Regions from separate parts of the Sus scrofa genome. Here region 1 is linked to region 2. The links are chromatin contacts, called in public HiChIP or PLAC-seq maps. All regions are on one chromosome and are shown on one strand. Each heading gives the region's core, a stretch centred on a gene start, on an enhancer-like site or on the middle of the called end of the contact. The rest is flanking DNA. Distances are from core to core; before and after follow the strand shown.

Region 1 (3,905 bases), core at 113-2,612, 35 kb after region 2:
AAGCAAGAAAGTGAGATTCATTCCACCTTGAGTTTAACAATCCATCTTGAGCTACAAGTTACCATCCGATTACATCACACCTTGTACAAAATAGTTTGGCAAATGTGGCAGCAGTAGTTTTGGATACCAAAGCACTGTTGAGTATCTTGGCGTGGCTCTTGCCATCAGCAAAACAGGATTCCTTAACAATACTGTAAGTTAACAAAATAAGAATACTGGTACCTTTGGCCCCATAGTAACGGCTACAGCATCCGCTAAAAGATCTACACCTTGAAGCATTAAGGCTCGAGCATCTGCACCAAATTTTACATCTTTGGCATAAGCCCGAGTGAGATGAGGAGCCAGTGCCCTGGACACCGGCCTAATCTGACGAAGGACTGCGGGTAATCGAAGCATTTCTGGGGGAGAAACAAGTAGATCGTCAGTACAATATTAGCACTACCCGTGGTGTGTTACAACACAAACATGACCCTCGTGAAACAGAATAAATGCCAGAAGTGAGCTGAGCTGACCTCACCTCTACCAGCCTAGACACCAGGGCTTGGGAACACACCACAGCCTCAGAACACCCGCTACTGGCGCAAGCTTTAAGAGGCCGCCCCAAGCCTTGACCTACAGCACTAGCAAAAAGCACATCCATCTTCCCCATGGCCACCAACTCTTGACGCTGAAAAACGAGTTAATCTTTCACCGCTAAAGTGGCCTTGAGAGCAAAACCGCGCCGATCGTCTCCCGAAAAACGAATGACCAGGGAAGTAAAAAATACTGACAGTGCAAATATCCTTATTAAAATGGTTCTTCATGTATCCACTCGGGGCTACTGTATCATTGCAGCAGGCAAAGCCGCGAAACTGGGGGCGGCGGCCCGGCCCACTCCGCGTGGCCCCACGTGTCTTTCCATCAGGACGCCCCAGCAAGGTCAAAGTTGGAGGCGCGGCACCCCAGCTGGCCGCAGGGTCACAGGCCGTTGCCATGGGCTGCGACCACCCTCCAGGGAACCCCCACACCCGGCCAGAAGCGGATTGCACCGGAGGAACCATGTGCATAACACTCCACAGATTACACACTAACTCCGGGACAAGCCCTCCCTGCTGCGTCCTGCCCGGGCGAGCTATCCACACCGCACGTGATGGGCCCCCGCAAGGACCCACGAGGCCTGGCGCAGCGGGCCTGGGCCTGCAGCGCCGTGTGGGGAAGCTCTGGCTCTTGCCGCCAGCCCTCTCGGGGCAGCAGTCGAAGGACGGCTCCGGGGTCCGAGGCGCATGAGTTGAGGCGGCGCGGGACGCCGCGTACCTGCGGGGCAGCGGCACGGCGTGCGGGCAGCGAGACGGACCGTCGGCGGCGAGTGAGGGACAGAGTGCAAGGCGCACACAGCAAAGAGCCCGTGTCTCCTCCCTCCGCCGTTCCCCCCGCCCCTCCGCAGAGCGCGTGCGGGCGGCTCCCGCCCTCTTCCCGTCCGCTCGGGCCCTGCAATCTGCACGCGCCTGGCACCAGTCCCGCCCCTCCCCGCCCGCGCTAGTCCAGGCCGGCGGACTCAGCCCTCCCTGGCCGAGTTAGGCTAGTTCCCGGGCTGCGCGCCGTTCCAGAACTTTCCGGGGAGGGCCGCGCTCTGTGTGGGTCAAGGGTCACAGCGCGTCATTTCCGGGAGGGGGGCAAAGGGCTAGTATTTTCACCTCGCCCGGCGGCCTAGAAAAGCCTAGAAAAAGCTCGTCTTTTCTTCCGCCTCCGGGTCCGCGCGTCAGTGACCTGCGCAGATCCCAAGAGACGAATCGCGGCGCGCGCGGGTGCGGCCGCCCCCTCTAGCGGGGAGGGGCTGGGGGCGGGGGCGAGCGCGCCTGCGCGCTCGGCGGCCTTTTCCCGAGTTCACGTGGACGGAGGGCAGTACTGCAGGTCTTTCCTTGCGGCGGCTTGAGAGCAGGCTAGCAGTTGCGGTGGCCGGGGTCATGGTGAGTCCCGCGTGGCTGGGGACCCGTGAGCCTGGGGCGCACGGACTATTTCTTTGGGGCCTAGCAGGCAGGGTAGGGGTCAGTCAGGGACCGGTCCCCACCCGAATCCTGGAGAAGCGAGGCCCCACCGACCTTTTCCCTATGCTTTGGGTTATTTGCACGCGCGTGTGAGACAGCGTGTGGTCAGGGGGCGGGAATCCGGATGCACACGCGGCGGCGGCCGATCCACTTCTGCGCGGCATTAGTGGGTGTGTAATTGTCGTGGAAAAAGAATGTCTTCAGACAAAGGGACTAAAATGTTTGCCGGCAGTTTCCAGAAAAATCCGAGGACGGAGGATACTTGACCTTGGAGTAATCTGAAGTTGCCCTTAAGTTCCTCTGGATATTGACCAGAGGTGCTACGACGACCCTGACAGACCCAGGGAATGGGAAGTTAAACTCAGAACGCAGAGCTGAAGATTCAGAAGTATTTACTTTGAGTTAATAGACTCAATGTTGGCATTGTCTAATATTTTTTTTTTCTGCAGGCAGGACAAGCATTTAGAAAGTTTCTTCCTCTCTTTGATCGAGTATTAGTTGAAAGAAGTGCAGCTGAAACGGTAACCAAAGGAGGCATTATGCTTCCAGAAAAATCTCAAGGAAAAGTATTGCAAGCAACCGTAGTAGCTGTTGGATCAGGCTCTAAAGGAAAGGTAAACGGGGACTAAAATGGAACTAATTTTTATGTAAAATGTAGAGGAGGAGTCCTTTTTAGATAATTTATTTTAATGATTATTATTTAGTGGGTGTATGAAGTAAAATCGCTTATTTTATGTGATGAAGGGAGAGTTCCAGCTTGTTAAAATCAATAGGCATAGTTATGGGTAAAGATAACCTGTGGGGGCTCTTTCGGACTTGAGGGGAAATTTGAGCTCTGGGTTTAATCTCTAACGCATTGAAATTGTCCTTATACTTTAATCACCTTTTGCTTTAATTGTCATATAAAGGAAATTGGCTGGATTATCCTAGCCATTCTCAAGTTGAGGGTTAGATCTCAGACCTCTAGAAGTGTCAGCTAGAATTCACAATACATGCCCCTTGGGGTCAATTATGTTTACTGAAGTGTTCCACTTACCTCTAAGAAAGTTCTAGCAAGGAGCTGTTTCGGAGTTAGGAATAGGAAGGCTTTGGTGCTCAGCTTCAATTCCTCTCCCAAAATCTGCTTTGAAGGAAAGGAATTTGAATCACAAAAGAAGTGTATGTTTCAAAGTCAGGAAACTCACGTTTTTGTACGATGTAAGAAATTAAACGATCATTGTGCATGATGGTTTAAAAAGTGGTTGACTACACATAGTTGAGAGGTTTAAAAAGTGGTTGACTACACATAGTTGAGAGGTTATGTTAATGTTTAACAATTAAAAAGCTTCGTTTTCTGGGTATGACTGTTTGTACTTTTACACTGAAATCAGGTTTAAGCCATTGCGGGTGCTTTATTTGAAGTATGATTCTACTAAAGGAGTATGTTTGAGTGGAAAACTGTGATTGTATAAATTATATCACTTCGGCACCAAGTCCTTTTTTTAACGATTTGAGTGAGCATAATTGATTCATAAAAGTTAAGTGTGGTCAACTAGATGTCTTTGCTAATAAATATCCTTATTTTCTTAAGGGTGGAGAGATTCAACCAGTTAGTGTCAAAGTTGGAGATAAAGTTCTTCTGCCAGAATATGGAGGCACCAGAGTAGTTCTGGATGACAAGGTGTGTAAACTTAATAATTTTAACAAGTTAAGTATTACGCTGTTAGTTTTCTTCATTAATGGTTTCTCTGTTTGCAGGATTATTTCTTATTTAGAGATGGTGACATTCTTGGAAAATACGTAGACTGAAACAAGTCACTGTCTAATGGCATCACATGAAGCTGCCCCCATTCCACTGAAGTTCTGAGATCTTTTCATCATGTAAATAATTTCAATGTCTGT
Region 2 (3,509 bases), core at 357-2,856:
TATTCTGTATTTGGCAGGTTGTATCCTCTTGGTACCATTTAATATGTTCTATTCCTTGTTTAAACTGGTGTAACATAAAAGCTTGACCAGATTCAGATTCAATTATTTTGTCAAGAATACTTAATAGGTGGTGTTGTATCAAATATATTTTTGGCAGCATAACTGGTTTGGACTCTAACATACTGCTTCCCACAGGTCTCTGCTGAGTTTCAATTTACTACCAATCTTCTCCTATTGTAGAGACAGATTTTTAGCCCCCATTTGTGGAAGCACTGTCATCTACTAAAACTCAACCAGAGTTTATTATCACCTTTAAGTTTATATTATTCTTTCCTTTGCTGAGAAGTCAAATGAGTACTCTACACTGTCATCTATTACAAAAATTCCTTTATTTGCCTTATAAGTTTTAATTGGTAAACTATTCAATTGGGTGACTCAATTCAATAGATATTTTCTTGTGTCTGGGAAGAGTTCAGTGAGAAAATTTTGGATTTAACAAAAGAAGGCCTTGGCGTTCCCGTTGTGGCTCTGCGGTAATGAATCCGACTAGTATCCATGAAGATATGAGTTTGATTCTGGCCCTGCTCAGTGGGTTGCTGTAGCTGTGGCGGAGGCCAACAGCTGCAGCTCTGATTCAACCTCGAGCCTGGAAATTTCCATATTCCTAAAAAGTCCAAAAAAAAAAAAGCCTTATATTAAGTACACAAGTACATCATGTCTTGCACTGAAAATGTTAACAGGCCTTCTAGTTAACAATACCAGTAGTTTGCAATAGGAGTCAGTAGGATGTCCTAGTGCAATGCCTGTATTTTGTAGACAACTGGTAACCACTGGGGTATTGAGTGGGGGAGTAATACGGTTAAGATGTGTTTTAATGTAAATCAACTATACTTCAATAAAACTTTTTAAAACGTGTTTTAAAGCAATATGTTTGAGGCAATATTTAAAGTTCAAGACAAGAAGAGCAGGGACTGGGTATTCGAAAGTAATCTGATATTGGATTATTTCGATGCAGCTCAGAACCACCTCAATGGACAAGAACCTCCTGTGTTGTACTGGAAAATGCTTAATATGCTTTCTAGCAACGGATTTCAACTGCACAAAGCATTATCACATACGAACACCAATTAAAATGTTGCCTACACAGGCAGAAAGCAAACGCCCCCGAGTCTCTTTCCTAACGACATGGCCTTACACTGCCCTCACACCAACCTCACTGGGTAAGCACGGCAGGTACTGTATTAGACAATCATTAACAACAAGACTGACGGCCAGCAGGGATGGCAGGTCCGACCCAGCACTCACCGGTTTGGATAGTTACATAACTAACACCTAGAATTTCGGGCTTCCTCCCGCCCCCGGGCTGCGCTCATGTGGCGAGCCTCACGACCGGAAACAGCACCCAAGAGAACCGCGGCGGTTGACGAATCCGGGGAAGAGTTCCAGCGCGGGAAGGGGGGTGAGCGGTCACCGTGGACCTTACGTAAGGCGCCCAAGCGCGCGGCAGGAACTAGAGAGTGGCCGGCGGAAAGAGGTGGGTACCGATGGCCCTACGCCCCCTCTGATTGGCAGGAAGGATGACGAGCGCGTTTACAGGACGCCCTGCGGCAGTGGGAATGTGCGTCAGCTCTGCGCAATCTGGGAGGGAGAAGGGGCGTGTCTGGCGGCTCAGGGGGCCCGCCGATTGGCTGGAAGGCGCCGGCGCCGGGAAGGTCGGGCCCCGGGAAGGAGGGCGGTGCCGTCTGCCTGGTCCCAGAGGCGCACCGGCTTCGGTAAGATGTTTGTGGCAGCTCGGACAGGCCAGAGAACCTTGAGAAAGGTGGTCTCGGGATGCCGTCCAAAATCGGCGACAGCGACCGGAGTCCCGGCTCCTGCGCAGGGGCCTCCGCGGAACATCAGGTAATGAACAATGGGTTCGCCGCATTGGGGGTAGTTTTCCGCCCAGCCTTGCCGAGCAAAGGGACCGGGGTCATTTGGGGTGAAATAGGCGAGCCCGATGAGTTTCCCGGTCTCTGGAGAGAAAGGGTAGGTCTGCTGCCTTTGGGGCCGCGCGCATTCCCCGCCCGCCCCCCCGCGTTGGGCTGAGGCTCGCTGGCCTGTTCCGGATGCCCCGTCTGTTTGTAGTTCGTTGCCCTCGCGAGAGGCGGTGAATCATCCGCCTAGCGACTTTAGAAGCAGCTGATAAAGCAGCTCCGCGGAGGTGCCTTTGGGCTCTTCCGGGCCTACTTATGCTGCTCTCGGAAAGTTAACTGCAGCGCCAGAGTTGCGAGTTGATGGGTTTGTGGGAGTTTGTTGCCTGGCGGTGAGCGTGCCCAATGGCCAGACTTGCTTTCTCAGTTTCTTGTTAACAGTTTTTGCCCCCGGCCTTTGGTGCTTGCTAAACTCAATTGAAGCCGAAATAGGGGACTTGTGGATTTTGTTTTCCGTGCTGTTGGAGCTTAGCGATCCTGTAACACCTTGAGCCAGAATCTGCCTTCACTTTTCCTGGTTGTTGGGTTTTTTTTGTTAGGTGATGGAGGTGGAGACATGAAGGATTCCATACTTAGACCGCGTAGTTTCCATTTATTAATGACATTTTAATACATTATGCTCGAAAATTAAAATTAACGTTTAACATGAATTCCAGTTGTAAACTGTACAGGGTGGAGAGAGAAGGCACAAATTTGGATTCGCTCCAGAACTTTTAGATTCAATAAATTTTTTAAATACCAACAAGCCAAATTAGTAGCTTATTTTATTTCTACTGTTCTGCTTCATTTAGCAGAGTAACTATTACTAATTTTTATTGGTATACTACCACTTTAAAGCAAAGTGTATGAGTTTACTCAGAAAATGTTGTTAGTATTATTACTACCTTTAAAATTCACTGAACATATTTTTAAGGATTTTCAGGAACACATGACACCCTTAGTCTAAGAGATGAATCTACGGGATAAGTTCATTCATACAGTTCATGTATTTGATCCTTTTCCACAGTCATGCAGCATTTAGTTAACCATTTTCATTGACTTATCTTACATTACCTTTGGAAATAAACCCATCTAATTTTTATAAACAGCTTTAATTTTTCAAAAGCTTTTTCTTGTATTTTTGAAGCCATATTCTCAGGTATCCCCCTCATCTGCTGGCTGAGTGTTCTTCAACCATTCTTACCATTCTTTTTTTTTTTTTTTTTTTTTTTTTTTGGTCTCACCCACAGCATATGGAAACTCCCAGGCCAGGAGTCAAATCCCAGCCAAAGCTGTGGCAACACTGGGTCCTTAACCCACGATGTGACAGTGGGAACTCGTTCTCAGCCATTCTTTAATCTGATTTTCTCTTCCCAGTCAAACTGAAGAGTGTCAGTGTTCTTTAAGAAATGTTACTTATATGTAAATCAGGTTTTATATAACTTGAACTTTCACCAGGCCACTCGATTACTCTTAAAAAATAACTTGAAGACCTGATTTATGAACTAGCACCCTCTTACTTGGAACTCTTCAATAACTTCTCATTGAGAATAAATTCCA

The links. HiChIP or PLAC-seq counts read pairs in DNA pulled down with a chosen protein or histone mark.
Region 1: a contact with region 2 is called in an H3K27ac HiChIP or PLAC-seq map of skeletal muscle. The contact joins the promoter of HSPD1 here to the promoter of SF3B1 in region 2. A contact is called at or near these places in 1 of 5 promoter capture datasets (fetal liver), 12 of 47 Hi-C or Micro-C datasets (alveolar macrophages, epiblast stem cells, fetal liver and 5 more) and 2 of 2 datasets of contacts at active chromatin or transcription factors (alveolar macrophages and skeletal muscle).

The regions. Positions count from the first base shown.
Region 1 is chr15:101,372,136-101,376,040 of Sscrofa11.1, forward strand. HSPD1 (heat shock protein family D (Hsp60) member 1) reads right to left here and starts at 1,363. Exons shown (of 12, transcript NM_001254716.1): 1 at 1,294-1,363; 2 at 223-398. The coding sequence starts at 396. HSPE1 (heat shock protein family E (Hsp10) member 1) reads left to right here and starts at 1,884. Exons shown (of 4, transcript NM_214307.1): 1 at 1,884-1,946; 2 at 2,474-2,638; 3 at 3,595-3,684; 4 at 3,762-3,905. The coding sequence starts at 1,944. The coding sequence ends at 3,812.
Region 2 is chr15:101,336,412-101,339,920 of Sscrofa11.1, forward strand. It overlaps SF3B1 (splicing factor 3B subunit 1), which reads right to left and starts at 1,607. Exons shown (of 26, transcript XM_001928794.4): 1 at 1,306-1,607. COQ10B (coenzyme Q-binding protein COQ10 homolog B, mitochondrial) reads left to right here and starts at 1,601. Exons shown (of 5, transcript XM_001928774.5): 1 at 1,601-1,899. The coding sequence starts at 1,778.